Regions from separate parts of the Mustela erminea genome. Here region 2 is linked to region 1. Evidence: chromatin contacts called from public Hi-C data. All regions are on one chromosome and are shown on one strand. The core of a region is the stretch at or near the end of the contact, and the rest is flanking DNA. Distances in the headings are between cores, read along the strand shown.

Region 1 (2,744 bases), core at 31-2,530:
TTTATGATTCAGTAGGCTTCCAGAAAAGCAAGTTAGTCCTGAAAGAAGAACAAGATAAATACCTAATCACACTGATGACAGGGGAACAGCTTTCACGGAAGGGAAGCGGGGGAAAAAAGACGGAGTGAACCAGAAGAGAGAGAGCAAGAAGCGTGGACAGTGACAATGCAACTTGAGGAGAGATAGATGAGAGCCAGCCTTGTGGGGAAGGATTGGAAAAAGCATCCAAGTAGACCTGTACAGGAATAGAAATTTGCCAAGACGGAGCACTGAATATTCCTAAACCTCCTACTGCTAATAGCTAACATTTATTGAGTCCTCAGCAAGTACTGTGCTTAGAGCTTTAAATAAATCATCCCATTTGAGCCTTACAACTCTGAGGTTAAGTACTATTATCAACCCGACCTTCAAATGATGAAACTGAGGCTCGCAGAGGTTTAGCAGCCGGCCCGCGTTCACACAGCTGGTAAGTGGTGGCCGCTGAATTTGAACCCAGAGCCCTGGCATTTTAACTGTCTCACTTTCCAAACACAAGCAATGCCAAATGAAAAGACGACAGCAACTTCCAGGTGCTTCAGAACTCGCTGGAAGTAACTCAGTGTCGCTGAAAGAGGTCAGAAACGAAAAATGGCAGGCAGGAAGGAACCAGGTTATTAAGGTCCTGAAGGCTATGTTCAAGGGTTTCAACTCCACCCGTGGACAATGGGGAGCCAGTGAAGGTGTGAGGCAGGGGTACGACCTGACCAAACCTCTGTTTAAGGAAGATTATTCTGCCACCAGGAGCGGGCAAAGGTCGGGTTGGGCGGCAACCGCAGGAACGCGGACCAGTGAGGAGGGTGGGGAGGGATGAGCAGGATTCCAGAGATTTAGAAACGGAACTGGCGAGCGGGACATCGGGCCGCACGCGGGCTACGGACAGAAGCAGAGCCCAGCAGTCCCGGCTCCCGGCCGCAGGCTCTCCCGCGGCCCCGCCCCCGGCCCCCGGCCCCGCCCCCCGCTCCCGGCCCCGCCCCCGGCCGGCGCCCTTTCCCTCCCGGGCTCTGCCCTCACCTTGGCCGTGCGGATCATGCGCTTGGCCACTTCTAGGTCGCCCTGGTGGTTCTGGCCGATCTCGGCAATGATGAAGCACGGGTGCTGCCCGCCCACCCAGCGCCCGGGACACAGCTCCAGCTCCAGCGGCATCGCTGCGGCTCGCGTTTCGGCGCTCCACCGCCCACCTCGAGTCCCTTCCGCGGCCCAGTGGGGAAACCACGCGCCGTCCCGGCCACGTCAACTCCGCCACGTTAGTCAGCGGCCGCGCAGCCAATCCGCGGGCCCCAACTCGCTGCCGCCAGCCAATCGAGGAAAGGGGCGGAGCCTCCCGCGAGCGGGGCGGGGCGGCGGGACGAGGAAATCAAGCTCGGTTCTCTTCAGCCCGGCTCCAGGTTCCCGGGCTGGTAGCGAGGCCCGGGGGGTCGCGGCCTCTCTGCTTCACCTGTGAGCCAACATTCTCCTAAGAGGAATGGAGCGGGGAAGACGGCTGCCTTGGGCTCGGGGAGAGCGCGCCCTGCGGTGTAATGGAAAAAATGAATTTGGGAGTTGGAATTAGAGCTGCTTTGAGCACAGGTGCTGCCACTAACCGGTTCTTGATCGTGAATACGTTAGTCTTTAGTCTTCCTGAACGTTATTTTCCTTTTCCCCGAAATGGGGGAATTATATAGGTTCGTGAGATGATGTATGGAAAACCCTGATCACGGTGCTTGTCCTGTAGTAAGGTTTCAGTAAGCGGATGAACAGCTTGGATGAGCAGCGAGGAATGAGCTTGGGCCGCTGCCTCAGCAGGAATGGAAAAGAGACTAGAGCAGGTGACAGAATGGAAAAGAGACTAGAGCAGGTGACAGAACCAGGGTGGTCCTAAGGCAGGGAGACCCACAGGATCAAAAGCCTAAAGTAGTCCAGGAGAATAACAACAAAGACACCAGCAGATTTGGGGATCAGGAAGCCGCTGGCCAAGGAAGATGAAACAGAAGGGACTAAAATAGACCTTTTCTGGGGAACATTTAGTGTTAAAAGCAGATGGAAAATGCACCATGGCCTAGACAGGGAACCAGAGTTGAGGGGTTGTGAAGAAGGGCACCTTGGGAGGCCAAGAGACTCAGACCCTGAGTCCAGAGAAAATCAAACCCAGCAATAAAGTAACTCAGTACTACTTGTGCTAAAGAAAACCATTATGGTTTTGAGTAATTTGTGAATGAGGGAAAATTAAGTTTAAAAGCAAAAAAGGAGAAATACATTTAAAAATACAATCACCTGGCTGGCTCAACTGGTTAAGCACCCGACTCTTGATTTTGGCTGAGGTCATGATCTTGTAAAAATACAATCACCTGGCTGGCTCAAGTTGGTTGATTTTGGCTCAGGTCATGATCTTGAGGTTGCGAGACTGAGCCCTGTCAGGCTCAGCGCACAGTCTGCTTGAGATTCTCCTTCTGCCCCCTAAACCATCCCTACCCTCTTGCTTGCATTCACTCTCTCTAAATTAAATAAATAAAATCTTACTAATTAATTAAAATACAACCATCCCACAAAAGCAAGTTAGGCTGATGTTATTTGTGATTAAATAAAAGCTTTCAGTAAATTAAGGTAATGCTGTATCTTATTACAGAAAGGAGGAAAAGACACTATTTTCTTTTTCTTTTTTTTTTTTTTTAAGATTTTATTTATTTATTTGACAGACAGAGATCACAAGCAGGCAGAGAGGCAGGCAG
Region 2 (2,700 bases), core at 56-2,555, 300 kb after region 1:
ACGGGTTGCCTTTTGTTATTGAGTTGTAAAATTTCTTTATGTATTCTGGATACTAGGCCCTTCCCCAATACATGATTTGCAAATATTTTCTACTATTCCGTGAGTTACCTTTTTTATTTTCTTAATGTTGTTCTTTGATGTACAAAAGCTTTCAATTTTGATGAAGTCTAATTTATCTGTTTTTTTTCTTTTGTTGTTTGTGCTTTTGGTGTTATATGGAATTTGAGATTTTGTCACCTGGACAAGGTCAATGGTTAGGAAGAGAAGGGGATCTGAGGAGAAAGGGAACAGGGATTACTTGAGGTCTCCGTCTCCAGTTCAACCAGAAGATCTGAGCATTTATCTGCTTTTTATAATGTTCTCCAGCTTTAAAAAAAAAAAAATATATATATATATATATATATATATATATGATCAATAGATTAGAACCACTAGATTGTGCTACTCAAATTTTAACCAAGGAAAACAAATATGAAACCTCAGTGTGCCAGACTGTTCTGAAAACTAGACCTAAATGGTATACGTAGTAATTAAAACAATGTGTTTCCGGTTTCCTGGTTTAATTAAACTTCATTTGTAATTAAAAAAGAAAAGGCATACATTCTTGGGAAAGCAAGCAATGTTTCTTGCAAAATGCTCCATTTACGACACCTTTGGGAAGTCAGGATTTGGCCCAAATACAAACCCACTGTCTACCTGGTGGCTTTTCATCCACACTTAAGGAATATTTCATGGAAAATATAGCCAAGTTCATGCACACCAGCTTTGATACCAGGGGCTACATTTGGTTGATATCACACAGCAGGCGAGAGTTTTGAATTCAGGGGTTCCCATTTCAAATCTAAGGCTCTGGCCCCTAGGACATACTTTCGAAGTAGTCAGGTGAATCATCCATTGATCTTTTTTTTGACAGGCACTACTACCGCTACTACCTGCTATTATTTTTTGGAAGCTTCCTATATGCCAGGCATTGTGCTGAAAACCTTTACAGCTCATCTTTCTAACAACCCAGGAAGTGGTTCGGTAATTATCCTCGTTTTTTTCCTACCGAAGAAACCGAACTGAGGTTACATAACTTGTTCCAGCAACCAATGGTAAATGTCAGAGCTAGAACCTAACCCAGATCTGACTCCAAAGCCCGTATTTTGAACCTCTAAGCAAGACTATTATTTTAAAGATGACCAGGTCCTGAAAATTGACCTCAGCCCCGCCCCTTCTAGACTACATTCCAGCAGGTATTCCCGGCCCCAATGCCTGCGCAAACTCCGCCACGCCCTTCTTTCCGCCCCGACGCCCTCAAATTGCGCAGGCGCTCTCCTCCCCGGCTGTACTGTCGAGTCCACGCGGAGGCGGTGCAGGCGTCGTCGGGACGGCGTGCTAATGCGCAGGCGCGGGGCTGAAGCTTCGGCCCCTCGGGGAGCTTGGAGATGGCGGCTGCCGGGGACGCTTCGCGGGAGCCGGCGGCCTCGGAACCGCCGGCGGAGCTGCCTGCCTCGGTGCGGGCGAGCATCGAGCGGAAGCGGCAGCGGGCGCTGATGCTGCGCCAGGCCCGGCTGGCGGCCCGGCCCTATCCGGCGACAGCGGCGGCGGCTACCGGAGGTTTGGGCCCTGGCGGCGCCTGCCCCTTCCCTCGGGGGGGCCGGGTGCCGTCTTCCGGGTGGAGCGTCGGCTGCCCTCGCGTCTGCGCACCGGTTCTCCCGCAGTCCCGGGAATCTGCTCCGCGGGCTCTTTCAGAGCGGGCTATAGCCACTAGCGGTTCCGCGCTGGACCCGGGTCTTTCCTCGGTGCACTCGGGTGGCCCAGCTCTCCTCTTAAACTTGGGGGATGCAGCCGCCCTCACCGTCGGGAGCTGCCAGCCAGTGTTGGTCGGCGCCTTAGCTTTCCCTTCCCAGCTGCGCGTCCAGCGGTCCCAGGGGCAGTCTTTGTGTAAAGCTTTTAGCCTTGGGACCCGTGTTCGCAGCCCTCCTGCACCGCTCCGGAATTCATCCACTCAACAAAGGGCGATTGAGTGCATTTTCTGGTTCCGCTCGCTACGTGCCAGGCACCGAGAGAGGCAAATAGGCGGGAGCTGCTGCCTTCATGAGGCTCTCAAGTGTGGCACCTGTTGTGTTTCACATGTTTTAAGTTGACTAACTTGATTCTCACTGTTACCTTGGGAAATGATTAGGGCAGCGTTTGGTACTGGTGTTTTACTGAGGTGGTAATTGAAGACCAGGAAAGGAAAAGGATCTGCTCAGGTTCTTAGCGGCAAGTGTATAAGCTAATCAGGACTAGAATTGAGGTCTGATACTGGTTCACGGCCTTTCCTTTTTACCAACTGCTGCTTCTGTTCCAGGCACTGTCTCACTTTTAGGAAGAAAGGCTGTTACTTCTGTCTTAATTTTTATCTTCCCCCTTTCTTAGGGCAGCCCTTGACTGTGTGTCTTTCATGTATGTACGTTTCTGTCATAATTTTCCACTGTAGTCCCGTAATAATCTTCTCTAGGGTACTTAAAATAGTTGAGATGACATGCAGGTCTTCAGGACTGCCTCTGTAATGTGAAGTACATGTGTTCCTAAAGCTATATCCCATAGTGTTTGCGTCATTGAGCACAGTTTGGAGCTGTCCTCTGCTACCCCTTTTCCTCAGCCAGAAGAAAGGAAGAATGACAAGAAACTGGGGCTGGCAGCCTGTCTTGATATTCATCCTGAATCTGCAAA

The links. A called contact is a pair of places that touch in the nucleus more often than the background predicts.
Region 2: a Hi-C map of spleen shows a contact between it and region 1, with 4 times the contacts expected there. The contact joins the promoter of XPA here to the promoter of NANS in region 1. A contact is called at or near these places in 2 of 3 Hi-C or Micro-C datasets (fibroblasts and spleen).

What each region holds. Positions count from the first base shown.
Region 1 is chr12:32,597,345-32,600,088 of mMusErm1.Pri, forward strand. NANS (sialic acid synthase) reads right to left here and starts at 1,281. Exons shown (of 6, transcript XM_032309027.1): 1 at 1,051-1,281. The coding sequence starts at 1,182.
Region 2 is chr12:32,894,266-32,896,965 of mMusErm1.Pri, forward strand. XPA (DNA repair protein complementing XP-A cells) reads left to right here and starts at 1,306. Exons shown (of 6, transcript XM_032306627.1): 1 at 1,306-1,599. The coding sequence starts at 1,428. It overlaps LOC116570139 (a long non-coding RNA gene), which reads right to left and starts at 479. Exons shown (of 3, transcript XR_004277294.1): 1 at 468-479; 2 at 430-431.